Linked DNA regions of Mus musculus: regions 1, 2 and 4 are each linked to region 3. Evidence: chromatin contacts called from public Hi-C and HiChIP or PLAC-seq data. All regions are on one chromosome and are shown on one strand. Each heading gives the region's core, a stretch centred on a gene start, on an enhancer-like site or on the middle of the called end of the contact. The rest is flanking DNA. Distances are from core to core; before and after follow the strand shown. Region 1 overlaps Galnt7 (polypeptide N-acetylgalactosaminyltransferase 7). Region 2 has its middle 43 kb from the start of Galnt7. Region 3 holds the start of Galnt7 (polypeptide N-acetylgalactosaminyltransferase 7). Region 4 overlaps Galnt7 (polypeptide N-acetylgalactosaminyltransferase 7).

The links. A called contact is a pair of places that touch in the nucleus more often than the background predicts. HiChIP or PLAC-seq counts read pairs in DNA pulled down with a chosen protein or histone mark.
Region 1: an H3K4me3 HiChIP or PLAC-seq map of bone marrow-derived macrophages shows a contact between it and region 3, with 4 times the contacts expected there. The contact joins the enhancer-like site here to the promoter of Galnt7 in region 3. A contact is called at or near these places in 5 of 39 promoter capture datasets (the 3T3-L1 cell line, the C10 cell line, the HPC-7 cell line and 2 more), 2 of 15 datasets of contacts at CTCF or cohesin (CD8 T cells and the NIH/3T3 cell line), 99 of 484 Hi-C or Micro-C datasets (the AML12 cell line, the Ba/F3 cell line, the C2C12 cell line and 63 more), 32 of 115 datasets of contacts at active chromatin or transcription factors (the 230-238 cell line, CD8 T cells, DN3 thymocytes and 21 more) and 2 of 9 other capture datasets (embryonic stem cells and liver).
Region 2: a contact with region 3 is called in a Hi-C map of Sertoli cells, with 2.4 times the contacts expected there. The contact joins the enhancer-like site here to the promoter of Galnt7 in region 3. A contact is called at or near these places in 2 of 39 promoter capture datasets (the 3T3-L1 cell line and pre-B cells), 2 of 15 datasets of contacts at CTCF or cohesin (CD8 T cells and the NIH/3T3 cell line), 11 of 484 Hi-C or Micro-C datasets (3T3-L1-derived adipocytes, Sertoli cells, brown adipocytes and 6 more), 5 of 115 datasets of contacts at active chromatin or transcription factors (the SCID.adh cell line, embryonic stem cells, epiblast stem cells and 1 more) and 1 of 9 other capture datasets (adipose tissue).
Region 4: an H3K4me3 HiChIP or PLAC-seq map of embryonic stem cells shows a contact between it and region 3, with 79 read pairs. The contact joins the enhancer-like site here to the promoter of Galnt7 in region 3. A contact is called at or near these places in 1 of 39 promoter capture datasets (pre-B cells), 1 of 15 datasets of contacts at CTCF or cohesin (CD8 T cells), 10 of 484 Hi-C or Micro-C datasets (embryonic stem cells, granulosa cells, nephron progenitors and 2 more), 14 of 115 datasets of contacts at active chromatin or transcription factors (CD8 T cells, the HPC-7 cell line, the SCID.adh cell line and 9 more) and 1 of 9 other capture datasets (pancreatic islet).

Annotation. Positions count from the first base shown.
Region 1 is chr8:57,591,285-57,594,945 of GRCm38.p6, forward strand. The region is part of intron 1 of Galnt7 (polypeptide N-acetylgalactosaminyltransferase 7); the gene reads right to left. Among named protein-coding and RNA genes, the nearest start is that of Gm25379, 43 kb to the left of the region's middle. Within about 2 kb of position 1,532, at least 61 of the 459 cell types and tissues checked have an H3K27ac peak or open chromatin away from gene starts, as enhancers often do. A contact at or near this core is called in the Ba/F3 cell line, CD8 T cells, the CH12 cell line and 21 more, where this site is marked.
Region 2 is chr8:57,694,500-57,698,363 of GRCm38.p6, forward strand. No RefSeq gene overlaps it. Among named protein-coding and RNA genes, the nearest start is that of Galnt7, 43 kb to the left of the region's middle. Within about 2 kb of position 1,957, at least 16 of the 459 cell types and tissues checked have an H3K27ac peak or open chromatin away from gene starts, as enhancers often do. A contact at or near this core is called in Sertoli cells, cortical glia and epidermal suprabasal cells, where this site is marked.
Region 3 is chr8:57,651,135-57,654,593 of GRCm38.p6, forward strand. It overlaps Galnt7 (polypeptide N-acetylgalactosaminyltransferase 7), which reads right to left and starts at 1,921. Exons shown (of 12, transcript NM_144731.4): 1 at 1,719-1,921. The coding sequence starts at 1,844. AW046200 (expressed sequence AW046200) reads left to right here and starts at 619. Exons shown (of 4, transcript NR_040698.1): 1 at 619-853.
Region 4 is chr8:57,615,420-57,619,179 of GRCm38.p6, forward strand. The region is part of intron 1 of Galnt7 (polypeptide N-acetylgalactosaminyltransferase 7); the gene reads right to left. Among named protein-coding and RNA genes, the nearest start is that of AW046200, 34 kb to the right of the region's middle. Within about 2 kb of position 1,697, at least 10 of the 459 cell types and tissues checked have an H3K27ac peak or open chromatin away from gene starts, as enhancers often do. A contact at or near this core is called in embryonic stem cells and rod photoreceptor, where this site is marked.

The DNA of each region.
Region 1 (3,661 bases), core at 282-2,781, 60 kb before region 3:
AAGGCCATTCTGGTCTACAGAGTGAGTTCCAGGACAGCCAGGGCTACACAGAGAAACCCTGTCTTGAAAAACAAACAAACAAACAAAACAAAACAAAACAAAACAAAACAAAAAAGATCTTGTCTATGGAGACACCTTCAGTTTCGCTATGAAGCTAGTAATTTCTCTTTTTACGTGATTTTTTTTCCTCCCAAAACTGCCCACACGCTATAGAAACCAGAGTCACAAGGGTTGTGAGTAACTGCCGCCAGTTTAAGCACAGGAAAGAGGCTTTACCAAGTTCCCAGGCACACCAAGGAAAACAAAAATACATTCAATGATACAGCTCTATCCTATACTGTGTGACAAACGTGAATATACGCATCTTTCTAAAAACTTGGCCAAATCGTACTTTTGGATTCCCATTCTACCAGAGCACCACGACGCATCTCACTGTTGTGCAACTGGCCCGGCCAGCTTTGGGCTTTCTTGCATAGCTGGATATCTTTTGGTGTTCTTGTCTTTCCCTTTTGTCCAAAGGACACAAGGGACTAAACCTAGGGCCTCGCATATGATAGGTGAGTTCTCTACTACTGAGACCCTGTTCTTCTGAGATAATCTCACTATGCTGCCCAAGAAGGCCTGAACTCACTCTGGAGCCCAGGCAAGCCTTGAATTTGTGTCCTCCTCCCCCAGTCTCTAGAGTCACTGGAATTACAGGCCTGTGTGATTAGCCTAGCTTCATCTGTTGTTCTTAAAGGAGGTGTGTCCATCCACACTAACCTAATAGTGATCAGTCACAGGGCTACAACAAAACAGTCCGAGAAGGCACACTTAAAGGCTTGGATCTTTGCACTGGCTTTAACCCTTTCTTTTCTGTTGTTAGAATAGGATAATTTTTCCTGACTTCATAAGAAAATCAAATGTACTGAAAATACCATTTACTCAGTAGAAAATGTCCACTAGTGTTCGGTAATCAACTCGACAAGTAATGATAAAGTCGATAAGGTTATCTAAAAGTATCTCCATTTTCTGGTGTCTGGTCCAAACATCTTTTTTAGTACCAGCTCCTGGACACCGGATTCCCTGTGTAACGATGACAACGGTGCACACACTCACCCCAGGAGCTTCTAATCCATCCAAGACTTTTCCTTCAGGTAAACCATGAGCCCTGGATGCTCTGAGTGGAAACCGCCGATGTTCCTTTTAAGTACTTAAAATCATCTAAGAAACTAAACAGGAGTTTAGCAAGTTTCTTCCCACTATTCAGTTTCTTACAAAAGCAAACAAATGGAAAACCACCAGGCCTGACCCGAGGTCTGGGAGGTGACTCAGTGGATAAAACGCTCCCCTCATAAGCATAAAGGCCTAAGTTCAGATCCCCCGCACCCACGTTAAAAAATCAGGTGTAACCTGCCTCCTGTGAGGAGGAGACAGGTGGATCCCTGAAGCGCAATGGTTAGCCACCTTAGCCAAGGGTGTGTGTGTGTGTGGGGGAAGCTTTAGGTTCAGAAGAGGCCTTTGTCTAAAACATGAGGTCGGGGAGCTGGAGCGGTGGCTTGGCTTAGAGGTTAAGAGTACTTCCTGTTCTTGCAGAAGACTGGGTCAGTTCCTAGCACTCACATGACAGCTTGCAGCTCGAAATGGCCCATAATATATCTCTAGATCCAGTTTGACCCAGCTCTCCTGGCAGGCAAAACACTCACTCATACATGTAACATACAAATAAATAAGTCTTAAGGAAAGTAAAGGTAGGAAGACACTTGACACGGAGCTCTGGCCTCCACACACAAGTGCATACACGTACACATGTGCACACACACATATGCAAACACAAACAGCACACACACAAATGACTGACATCGTTTCTGTATATTCTCTCTTTTGATAATAATTATGCTATCTGTGCCTACGTTCCAGTTGTTAAATCAGCCAGTGGGCAGCTCTCAGAGCTATCTCCATTTGAAAAGCCCTTAGCAGGGTCTGACCCTCTCCCTCACATCACTGAACACCGAGACCACAAGTACTCTGAGGGCAGGCTGCTCTTCCAGCGGGTTTCAGCAAAACTACATTGCAACTGGCAGGAAATAATGACTTTATTTTATCAGAATCCAATCCTAGTGAACAGAAATAAACTTCTTTACAGAACACATATTCACTTAAAATATTTCTGAATACAAGTTTATATTAGTAACGACAACAGACTCCTTAGAAAAATAAAAATATTATTTTGTGGTTTTGTAGTTGGTGGTGGTCTTTGAGACATGGTTCAGGCTGGCCTGGAACTTGCTATGTAGCTAAGGATAATTTTGAACTTCGGATCCTCTTACATCCAAGTGCTGAGATTGCAAGCATGTGTCACTATGGCTAACTTTGTTTGTTTGTTTGTTTGTAATTTAACTTTTAAGCTTGATCTTTTGGAACTTTAGATTTTTTTTCCAACGATTGGGTGTTGTCTACAAGTATCGCTGAAAGTATTATTAGTAAGATGGGTCACAGATCCATTCTGTTTATTCAGAAGTATACAGTGTAACTCTGAGCAGAATTTAGTATATCCAAATGAGAACTAAAGCCGTTTAAATCCATGGAAGCTATGCTTTTTAAAAAACAAAACCATGGGCGCACTACACATCCCTGCCTGGCCTGAAACACACACTGTGAGAACTCATGGAAATCCACCCTGCCTCTGCCCCAGGAGCTCTGGGATCAAAGGCATAAAACACTCTCTCCAACTAAAACTGTACTTTCTAAAAAGCTGTATGCTTAAAGTATTAGTAATCTTAGTAGGTCTTAGTAATATAACTTTTAACTTTCAACATTAAAGTTATAGCTTGAGAGGACAGGAGTCACTCAAAAAAAGTATTGACACTATAATCTCTAATGTTCTATTTTGTAAATGTGGAATTTCCAATAAGCACACAGTAGTTCAAACCAGAAACTTAAATTAAGGAATAAGCTGGCAGAAACCACTCCCCAGCCTCCTCCCACAGACCTTACACATTTTTTTTTCCTGGTCAGGCAAACAACAGTCTACTTGTGAGATCCAATCACCTGGAAGACAGCAGGTGCCTGGCCAGTGCTTGCTCAAGGGCTGGGTACGTAGAAATCCTCTAGACCTAGATCATCTCTTATTACAGCACTTCCTGGAATATAAGCTGACCTCAGGTACCCTTATCTTACGCTTGCTTGGTTTAAGCTCGTGCTTTGGGAATCTAATGAGATAACCACAAATGTTACTTCCCTACACATCTAAAATTTGAATAATCCTTCTAAAGTCCCCTCTTTTGTTCAGCACTGGATAAATCTTCTCTTGCAAGTGAAATCTTGGCGCTTCAAAGAAAAATGAGTACTTTATTTAAACACGGGAAAAGTAAACTACTGATATGGCTTCTAGTTCCACAGACCAGCCTATCTCACAAGGGGCACCCTGACACAGTTTATACTTATAACAGTAATAGGAGAGAGACTCTAACTTAGACCATAAAAACTTGCGGCAATAATCAAGGGGAATACATTAAAAAAAATGAGACAACAATACTAAAATATGGTTAATTTTTATTATAGGAAAACCATAAGCAACAAATTGAAATTTTAAGAACAACAACAACAACAACATCTTCCACCTTATATTCATAAGATTATGTATTTTTATTTTTATTTTTTTGAGATAGGGCCTCACTAT
Region 2 (3,864 bases), core at 707-3,206, 43 kb after region 3:
GAACTTCTGGGAAGCACCCAAGGGCAGTATCAATAGCCTATTTGTCTCGTGAGTCACTTGAATTACCCTGACTGACAACTCATAAGTTTTCTCATGTCTGATACTGGGGTTTTTATGACTTTCATGGAGGGAACACTCTCAACCCATTTGTGTATGTGTGTGCGTGTATGTATACATATACATGTATATATATATATTATACTATATTATATATGTGTGTGTGTGTACCCACACACTTTATTTATTATATATAGTAGTTAAGTATAAGCTAATATGATTCCTAAAGGCCTTTTCAAACATCCTTAGTCTTATCCATTTTCCTTTCCTCTCTTTAATGACCTCCCCAACTATAATCTTTATCTCCATTTTCCCCATTGTCCTTCAAAAACCCAACACAAACTAGCTTTGGCAAATGGAAAATACGTTGACTTAATCTAACTGGAAAACTCAAGTCTAGGACATTTTTTCCTGTGTAGGCTTTGGGGGTGGGTGCTATTTGTTTGTTTGTTTAGTACAGGGTCTTGCTATGCACTATAATACAGCCTTCCTGAATGCTAGGATTGCAGGTGTGTGCTACCACGCCCAGCTTCAGTTAAACTGTGTTTTTCTGGTATAACTGGATCTGAGATGTAAATGTTTTCTATTTGTTACTGTTTCTGTTCTCCACCCCTCCCTTTGATTGTCACTCTGCTCAGAGAAGATATTCCTAGCAGAACTCTGATTGCTTTGCTGGGGTCAAGCATCTACCTAGAGCTGCATTCACTAAAGCCTTCTCAATGGTGGATTCTGATTGGACAGCAGGTAGAAAAAGTGCGACTTGGGGTGGGGCTAACAATGTTCGCTTCCCTACTCAAACCAAGCATTGGAGGAGAAGGTTGCTTTTAAGAAAAGCAAATTAAGGGAACTAAATAAAGGAACACACACAAATGCTGTGGAGTCATTACTCTATTCACAAAGTTTATCTCCCTTCTTACTATGATGTCCCTAAAAATTACTTTGCTATATTTTTGTCAATTATGCAAGTTATAATCCATTGACTCCCCAGCTCATGTCTTCAGACCTCATCAGTTTACCAAGCTTTGTCACTTTTCCCTCGAAAATGGACATAATAACTGTCACTTGCTTCTCTCTGCCGTGCAGCCACCTTGATTTAGAGCCAGTTTTCTCAACCTTGGCAGTACCAACAGTGTGAATTGGATGATCCCTTGATGTAGGGCATTCTCTTTTGCTTTATGGATGGTTCTCTGTACCCTGGTCTCTATCTAATGGATATGGAAGCATTGTCCCCTGTTTCCCAGCCACAGATAACTCCAGAATCCGCAAATGTCTACCAAGGGTAAAATCTCCCTGTACTGGAAGCTCTGACCTACACGTTTGTTATTTTATACTTGGAGAGTTCTGTTGACTTTTAAACACTGCTTCTATGCCCGTTCCCTGTCTTCTACTTTCCACACCATGCTGCCAAAACAGTAGCCTTGAAGTACCTCAATGATTATAAAAATAGCTTGATTAAGTTTCTGCCAGCTTCCTCCCACTGTTTCCTCAATAAAGACCAGATTCTTTAATCTGGCATGCATAATCAAACGCACAACCTATTGCTGCTCGGCTGAATGAGGGGGGTGGGCGTAGTCTCCTCTGAGGGAGCTACCTGCTCCTGCCTGTGTTTTCCTAGTCACTGGTCTTACTGTTTTATGTTCAGCATGGCCTCTTTTCAACTCTGCCTATAAAACTGTCAGGCTCTGGCGCTTCCCCTAAAGCCCAGCTATGGTGCCATGGTTTGTCTCCCTCCAAGAAGCCACCTGGTACCATCTTTCTTCCTCCCCACTGTTCTTGTCACCATCTTTGACTTTTTACCGCTTGTTGTCTCATCGGATACTTGGCTCACAGCACATGCATGCTGTACTGTCATGATTTATGTTGAAATCTTACCATTCTTCCAGATTACAATGATTGGCATATGTAGTGCTCTCCCCACGAAAGCCGTCTATATGTGTGTGTTTTCCCCAATGTGTTCAAATGTCTTTATCTCACATGTTATGGGAAAAGAAAATAATTAAAAGGACTTTTACAAAACTACTACAAAGGACCACACAGTTCTTGTTTGGACTCTCACACACACAGAATCCATTGTGATTGTCTACAAAGTGACAGTCATTCTAATGTCCTTGGGAATGTTTGGGGAGTGAGAACAGAATCTCTGTTCTGGCGAGTTTTTTTTTTTGTGGTTATTACTGACATAAGTACCGATGCAGTAGTCTATGTTTTTAACTTAGATATTAAAGCGAATTACTATATTAAGAGTTACAAGGAAAATAGAAAACCCTGAAGGAGTTGCAAAGTGTAAATCCATGCAGCCACTTTGGAAAACAGTCTGGTCATTCCTCCAGTGCTCAAGCATAGAGTTAGCAAACATTGGAGCCATCGATTCTACTCAAATGTATCCACCCTTAGAGAAATGAAAACATATGTCTATACGTTATACTTGAATATTTAGCAGTGTTACTGCTCTTAGCCAAAAGGGAGAAATAACTCAAATGTCTAACAGCTGATGAATAATTAAAGCAATATATGATATTCCATACAAAGGAATATTATTTTGACCCCCAAAAGTAAAGTATGACATCTGCCACATGCCCATTTTAGATGAATAAATCATATGCCTTCAAACTGTGTATTTGTTTTATTTTTGGAGCTAGAGTCTCACTATGTAGCTCAGGTTGTCCTCAAACTCCAGATCCCCCTGCCTCGGCCTTATGGCTGAGACTGCAGATGTACCACACCAAGCTCAGCTAGTATTGTTTTTAAAAAATAAAAGTCCAAACTCCAGTCATGGTTAATCTCAATTGTCAACTTGATGAGATGTAGACTCACTCAGGAGATGGGCCTCTGGGTATGCTTGTGGGGGATTACCTCGATGGTATTAATTGAGGTGGGCAAACCTGTAGTACCCTTCCCTATCATGGGATCCTGGGCTGTGAGAGGAGAAAATGAGTTGAACAGGAACATTCATTACTCTCTTACTGTAGACTGTGGATGCCAGAAACTGTTTCAAGCTTCTGCTGCCTCGATTTCCCCACCCTGAGCTGTCAATCAAAACAAACTATTCCTTCCTCAACTCTATTTTGTCATGGTATGTTATCATAACAACAGAAAAATAAATAAGGAAAATAAACCTTTCACAAGTTACCGATGTCTGTCAAATTTCTTGCATCAAAACAGGCAAGAAAGTCAAACGCCAAAATGTTAAGTCCAGGGACTGTGCCATGTATGTCGTCGTCTATGCTGGCCCTTTGATGGCCCTCCATTCTTACTCCCCAGGCAGAAATTATGTTCTGTGGTCTCTGCTTCTCTGTTCTTATCTGACACCACACCAAGTGGCTCCAGGGTCCATAGAATTCTATTAATTTGCCAATACTAATTCTCAGGTTTTAACTTAGCCATGGCTAGTTGTCAAAAAAGGAATTTTTATTAGAAAGAATTGTACAGTAGTAGAATAGAGAGGAGAAAATCTGGGCTTCCCGAACATGGGGGACACTTGAATGTCACCAGCTTCTGCACATGTGCTTAAATCTCAGCCAGTTGCATAAAACAAAAATCCAACGTAGCCTGCTTCTTTTGGTCTTTCAGACGCAAGGGGCTAGTGAATTTTACTGAACAATTTTCATTTCTTTGGGACATACATAGACTCAATTTCACCATTCTTGTTATTTCCTCCTGGAAATATAATGGGAATTTGTGATCTTCTCAACCCTTTCGTGGTGGGGTGGGAGTTGAGCTTTTCGTGGGACAACCAGAAAGTTTCACCGTGTTGTCTCTCTTAAGAATGTTCTTCTGGAGTCTCAGGCATGCTGGGGGTCTTGGCTG
Region 3 (3,459 bases), core at 671-3,170:
AACTAGTTATAGCAGGTTTTCAATTTCCTTCTCAGAAAAATGGGGCTTAGGATTTTCAGCATCATATAATGCCTCTTATATAAAAGAGCAGTTCATGACTTGAAAAAATCAATTTCAATATTCATCTCATCAAATCAGTTTGAGAGCAAAAATATACAAAAAAAAAATCACTCCAAACACAGTGAAAAGGAAAAAAAAATTCATCAATTTAGACTTTGGTGAGACTCCACTTCAGTAAGGCCAGCCCCAAATGCAGCAATTTACAGATTAAGTTGTGTGTGTCATAAGCATCAACTGAAGAGCCCTACTCTTGGAAGGTCGTCACAAGCTTTTCCCCTCAACTTCCTGACGCTAACTTTCCAAAAGTAAAATTAATAAAGTAGATTATGTAGCTGCAACGCTGATTTTGCAGAAGGCACTTTCTTAAGAGACTCCTCCCACGGCTGCTCAGCGTCTGTGTCCAGAACTCCTAGTGTCTCCCACTTCTTCTGAGTCTAACCTGGACTCGAGGTTGTGGGGCTTGGAGGGCTCGGGGATGAGGAACTCCGGGGGAGCAGGGGGTGTAACGGTTCACCAAGCTGAGGGGGTGGGGGTTAAGCTGGGGAGGTGCGAAGCAGTTCGCGCCGCCAACTGCCGGGGCGAGCGTAGCGCAGTGGCCGGATCCCGGTAACTAAAGTTCCGAGAAGCCTGACTAAACCCTCAAAGCCGGGACTGTCAAGACTAACGCCGGCGCCGAGGGCGGCAGACGGATGCGTCCCAGCGGAGCGCGCCTCTCGGCGTCAGGCTGATGGAACAGGCAGCGAGGGGCGGCCAGGAGCCGGCACAAGTTAGGTCCTCGGCCGGAGCAGCCCAGGTAGGGCCGGGGGACTGGAGCCCGCTCCGGATCCGCAGGACGAGGGAGCACAGCGGGCGACCGGGGCTCCCAGGCGCCCCGGTGCAGGGACGCCGATCCGGGTGGGGACGTGTCTCTCCCCTGTCCGGGAATCGAAGGGACAAGGGGTGCGGGGCGAGGCCTCAGCTACACGTTGCACCCGGCTCCCGGCCACGGGAGTTGCGGAGAGGCGGCGCCGTGGGCTGGAGCCCGAGGCGGACAGGCTAGGGGCGCCCCCGCGGCGAGCACCCGGACTGGGCGGGGACCACAGGAGAGGCTGGACCGCGGGGCCTGCTCCACCGGACCACGGCGGCGGCGCCGGCATCTCGCCTCCTTCAGGCCTGCACGCGCCACAGGCCGCAGCTCGGACCAACCCCGCGCCCGCCTGCCGCCAGCGCGGGGGTCGTAGCCCCGAGTCGGACGCCGAGCAGCCTCGGCTCCGGGGAGCCGACTCTGTCCTGCGATTCCGCCCCGGCAGTCCCGGCGTTGGAGCGGCCGCCTATAGCCGCCACCACGGCCGCCGCGGCGGCCGCGGTAGCGGCAGCAGCAGCAGTAGCGCGGGTGACGGCGCTGAACCCGGGGCGGGGACGCGCGGGAGGAAGGGGCGGCCAGGGGGCGGGCCGGCGGCGGCCGAGGGGTACCCGCGGCGTAGGGCTAGGCGCCCCCGATCGGCCGGCGCCGGGCCAGCGCCACCTGCGGAGCTGCGGCGCCCACGCGGCCGCGACCCCGCCGCCCCTTGCTCCCGCCACATACACACACACACACACACACACACACACTCACGCGCGCGCGCAAAAAAACAAGTTGCAGGTCGCCTCTGCCGGAGGGGGCCAGGCGGGTCACTCACCCTCATCCTGCTCAGTGGGCTCTGGTCGTCGGGCCGCGAGGACAGGGAAGACCAGAGGACCACGAGCCCCAGGAAGCTTCCCACCACCAGCAAACTGCGTAAGATGAACCCGATCTTCAGCCTCATCTTCCTCCGGCGGCGAGAGACACACAGCCCGGCGCAGCCGCCGCCACCGCTCTCCCCTCCCTCCTTCCCCCTCCCCCGGCCCTCCTCCTCCTCCTCCTCCTTCCCCCCCCCCCCCCCCCCGGATCACTACGCCCGCCGCCCTCCCCACCGCCTGCCCTCTCCAGCACCAGATCCGGAACTCCCCTCGGCTTTACCTTCCCCTGGCTCGCCCCTCCGCCCCCTCCCCGCGCCTGCCTCTGCACTGCTCTGCCGCACCCCCTCCCCTCCGCCGGCCTCCGCAGAGCTCCGACCGGCCGGCGTGTGTAGCTTTCCAGGCTTCCCTTCTCTCTACCTGCCCGCTCTAGCTCCGCAGTACCCCCTTCCTCCACCCGCGACCGCGAGAACCCACCCCCCACCACCCGCGAGTCCCTAGTAACCTTGGAACTAACTTAACACTTTCCCCCAGGTCTGGTCTTAGCCTTTGCCCTAAGGCTCCGCTTCCTAAAGCTTGCAGATCCCCAAACTTTTATTGTAATTAGGGACCAAAACTCTGTCCTTGACGCCCGTGCCCTGCCAGGATGCTGCCGCCCGGTGCCCCTCAGGTGGACCTGCAGACGCCCTAGGCTGCCCTGCCCTTCCCGACGCCCACTGCTCAATCTCCCCAGCCAGAGGCTTGCAGGAAGGAAACCAGGAAGTCAGCCACCGCTGCTGCAGCAGTAACTCCACGTGGCTGATTTATAGCTGTTTTTTTTTTTTTTAATCTTGTTTTTTCACAGGGCTCCTTAAGGAGGTGGATTTGTAATCGAAAGGCCCAGGTGAGATGTGCAAACACCACAGAACTAAAAGAGGACTCACTTGGAAAGGCAGTATTGCCTTCTCTCTTGGGCTAATTAGAAAGCCAAGTCGACTAGCTAATTCTCACTACGGTCCCTGTTAATGGACTTGCAAGTTCCTACTCTGGGGAAAGTGGATTTCGGGCTTTTAAAACGTTCCGTACATGCATCGTTGCTTCTCTCACAACTGACTTTTCCAGGAAAGGATATTGGCAAATGTTTAGCTACACGCCTCTCCCTTGTACATTGTGCCAAAGATGTCAATCACTTTAAATCACAGTCTGCAGTGTGTGCCATACCCCTAAACTACTCAATTTGTTGAACAAATGCTTTTCGGTAGCAGGTTTAAGGATGGCGTAAATTGACCTTTTTAATCCTAATATTGCCTTATCTGCATGTATTTTGCTTTCGAAACAAGTGAAACTTGGTTAAGTCTCCCCTAGTGATCAACAGTATATGCATTGTTATTCAGATATGGTTGTCCACTATTGAGAAGATGGAAAACTGACTGTGATTATGAGCATAGCTGGGAAGTAGCCCTCATCGCTGAAGTGATGGGAGCTCACCCAACTGCTGTTAGTAGTCTAAGATGACCTTGCCACCACAACTTGAAATATGCAAGGCCAAAAAGTTAGAAAATGATAACCAGGTATTCGGTTGTAAAAGCCGGTGTTCCTCTGAGTTCTTAACATTGTTTAAGTGAAACTGAAAGTATACCTTAAAATATACGATTTTCGCCACACTTGTTGGCAGTTAGCCTTTGTAGAGAACTCTTTAGAAAATGAGAAGCTATGTTAAATGAT
Region 4 (3,760 bases), core at 447-2,946, 36 kb before region 3:
GAAACCTTCAGGGCTGATAAGAGAAAGCCAAGGACGGAACGGGATAGCAAAGGGGACAGGACACGGGGTGTGACAAATGGTCCGGGCCTGTTACACATGGCTGGGCCCGAGTGACGGAGGCCGGGTCAGATTGCCTGAGATACTGGGATCCACTTGAGTGACTTGGAGGCACTGGCAGGTGCCTTGCATGCTAGTTGATAGTGAGAGTGAAATCTAGCCGTTGGCTCCAAGTAACTGCATGCAACAGGCAGCGAAGATAGGTGTTCACAGAATCAGCATGCATTGCTATGCTCAGATCTGGATCTGGAAACGTGAGAATAAAGGCTGGGTGCTAGTGGCAGTTGGCATAACACAAGGCTCTGTTCCTAGTGGCTAGGCGGAGAAACGTTCTGAACGGTAACCAACAGTCCTGGGCAAATGTCTACTGTAGTGGTTCTCGACCTGTGGGTCCAGACCCCTTTGGGGACTGAAGGGCATTTTCATGGGGGATTGCGTACCAGAGATCCTGCAAATCAGACATTTTCATTGTAATTGATAGCAGTAGCAAGATTACAGAAATGAAGTAGCAATGAAAGTAATGTTATGGTTGGGGGTCAGTACAACACAAGGAACCGTATTAAAGGGTCGCAGCATTAGGAGGGGTGGGAAGCATCATGCGACTGCATACTCCAGCAAACGTCAGCAGGGAAGAGAGCAATCACAACATCAATGAGAAGATTTTGAGACAGAAGAACAATGACAGGGGAAGGTGGAGACCTGGCTCTCAAATACCAAAGTGAATTCTGAAATCTACAGTATTAAACTAGAGAGCGACTGTGGAAGGTTCACTTTGCTTTAAGAACTCAAACACGTAGAGAGCAAAGGGCTGGAAGAAGATATTCTGTGCATATGGAAGCCAAAAGACAGCAAGGGTGTTTATACTTGAATCTGATAAAAATTTAAGCAAAAAAATCTGAAGGATGAGACAAAGAATGGTGATAATCAATTCATAAAGGGACTATAATTATAAATGTGTATGCACCTACATACATGAAGCAAGCATAGATTTGCAGGGAGATAGACTAAAAAAAGCTTCTAGCAATGATAGCATTATGGTTTAAGTCAGAAATAGCCACAACAGGCTCCAAACCTGACCACCTTCCTTCCCCTGATTTGTTTAAATTGATGCCATTGTTTTAGAGACACCAAACCCTCAGGAGGGTAGCTGACCCAGGCAAGCCACTGGGAACCCACTTCTGCTGCTCAGCCCTCATTCTGATTAGTCTTTCTCTGTAGTCCCTCTGCCTGAAAGGAATTGAAACCACGACCGAATTAAAAACCATGAGCCAAAATACTGTCTTGCCACAAAGTGACAGGAGATATTTCTATCTAGTTGAGAAAGCAAAGCACCTCATAGGGCTGCCGCAGAGTCTCTTGGACAAGCACATGGACGTAGTCGATGAAATGCAGACCTAGCATTCAACAGGTCAAACAAACGCTATAAAGGGCTAAGAAATCTGTGAGCAAAGCTGTAAGGCTTTCTAATGGAAGCAGAACCTTAACTAGATAAGGAAAATGCAGTTGCTTGTATTATAATGCTAATTACGTTCCCCCCAAATACTGCTTACAGCAGGGTCTGCAGGTAGCTTCTGGGAAGCTGCCCCAAATTGGTTCTGATTGGTAAATAAAAATGCCAACAGCCAATAGCTGGGAAGGACAGACAGAGGCGGGATTTGGAATTTCTGGAGCTTGGGACAGGGAGTGGAAGGAAGAAGGAGATCCGCCCTGTCTGGGGAGCGTGGAGGAGAAGAGAGACACCTTGCCTGAGAAGAGTGCAGGGCAGACAGGCATGGCAGCCATGTGAAGGAGCCGGGAGAGGGCAGCCCTCTGGGTCCAGGGCAGCCAAGGTAGAATTAGGGTTTAGTAAGTAATAACTCAGGATTATTGGCAGGAGGTAGATTAACTGCATGGAGGTTAGACAGGGCCCAGCTACTGAGCTGTATAAAGCTTATCAAAATATAAAGGGGTGTGTGTGTCTTTCTTTTGGGGACATAAAGAAGGTCGTGAAACTGCCTCCAGGTTTTATTTATTAATTATTTAATTCAAAAGGAAAAAGCAGAAAAGAGTAAAATTAGTGATTCCGAAAAGGCAACAGCATAAGCCAAGTTAGAAGAGATCTGCGCTCTCGCCTTGTCTCGGTCTGCTGTTGTTCAGTTCTATGACCTTTGTGACCTTTACAGACACCAGCTTCACTCACTTCTTCCTGATCCTGGTTCCTGCCTTCTACAATACCTGGTATAGAGCTTGACCCTTGGTAACACACTTCTCATCTTCGAACACTCTTATTTACCCAGAAGCTAGACACTGGGCAAGATCCAGAGAAATCAATTCAACTACTAGTTGTTTTCCCATTTTTCCAAAAGTACACATGAGTTTCCTTTGGCAAAATAAAAATAATATGCAATATTAAGATTGTTCTGAAGCAGCTATAGTCACCAAAAAAACCAAACAAAAACTCAGTATTATCTCTTTTCTAGCCAAGCACGGCTACGATTCATATGCAGAATCTGCTGGGCATTCATGGGGGACGATTTTTCTGTACTCAAAAGTACAATCCAGCCAGGAGATGGTGGTGTCGCATGCCTTTAATCCCACCACTCCACAGGCAAAGGCAGGTGGATCTCTGAGTTCAAGGACAGCCTAGTATACAGAGTGAGTTTTAGGACATCCACATCTAGGTATCCACAGCTGGACACCTTGTCTCAGAAAAAAAAAAGTACAATACAGGCATGCAGTAATGACACTGTTCTCAAAGCCTAGTAAGACTCACAAAGACTGAAAGCTCCTTGCCTGCTTGCCTACCTGTCTGCCTGTTTGCCTGCCTGCCTTCCTTCCTTTTTTTTTTTTTTTTTGGTTTTTTTGAGACAGGATTTCTCTGTGTAGCCCTGGCAATCCTGGAACTCACTCTGTAGACCAGGCTGGCCTCGAACTCAGAAATCTGCCTGCCTCTGTCTTCCAAGTGCTGGGATTAAAGGTGTGCACAGGAAATGTCACACCAAGAATATCCTAATGAGGACTGGAGAGATGGCTCAGTGGTTAAGAGCACTGACTGCTCTTCCAGAGATCCTGAGTTCAATTCCCAGCAACCACATGGTGGCTCACAACCATCTGTAATGAGATCTGATGCCCTCTTCTGGTGTGTTTGAAGACAGCTACAGTGTACTCACATAAAATAAATTAATACATCTTTAAAAAGAAGACTCTCCTAATAAGAGGCAATCTATGGCTACTTGTGGGCTTCTAGACAATCTGGTTGAAACTTTCTTAGTTTCCTCCAAGCCAATTAGCACAGTAAGTTGTAGGACACGATCAACAGTTACTAGAATAAAGTTTCTTTTCCCCCTAAACTGTCCTCTCTGGTTTCACCTATTGGTCACCTGCTCTAAACGAGAGCTGGCATTTTCATTAATGCTAATACAGAATTAATACTGAGGCCCACAGACTGAAAACATACAGATTTGGCTCAAAGTAGAAATAGCATATAACCTAGTTTTCTTTGCTTAAAATAGATTATATTCTAGTCATACAAATAGCTGTGAACCCTTTCAAAGCACTTAAAAGTTTCGTTTTTATCTTCTACAGACAGCAAAATGCACTGGGATAGCAAGTTCAGTAAGATTTGAATTTGTATTCATAGCTGGATCTTTTATTCCCCAGCTGTGTGGCTTTGGCCAAGTCTGTAAGTAGTCGATTTATTAACCTAATATCTCATTATACAGAG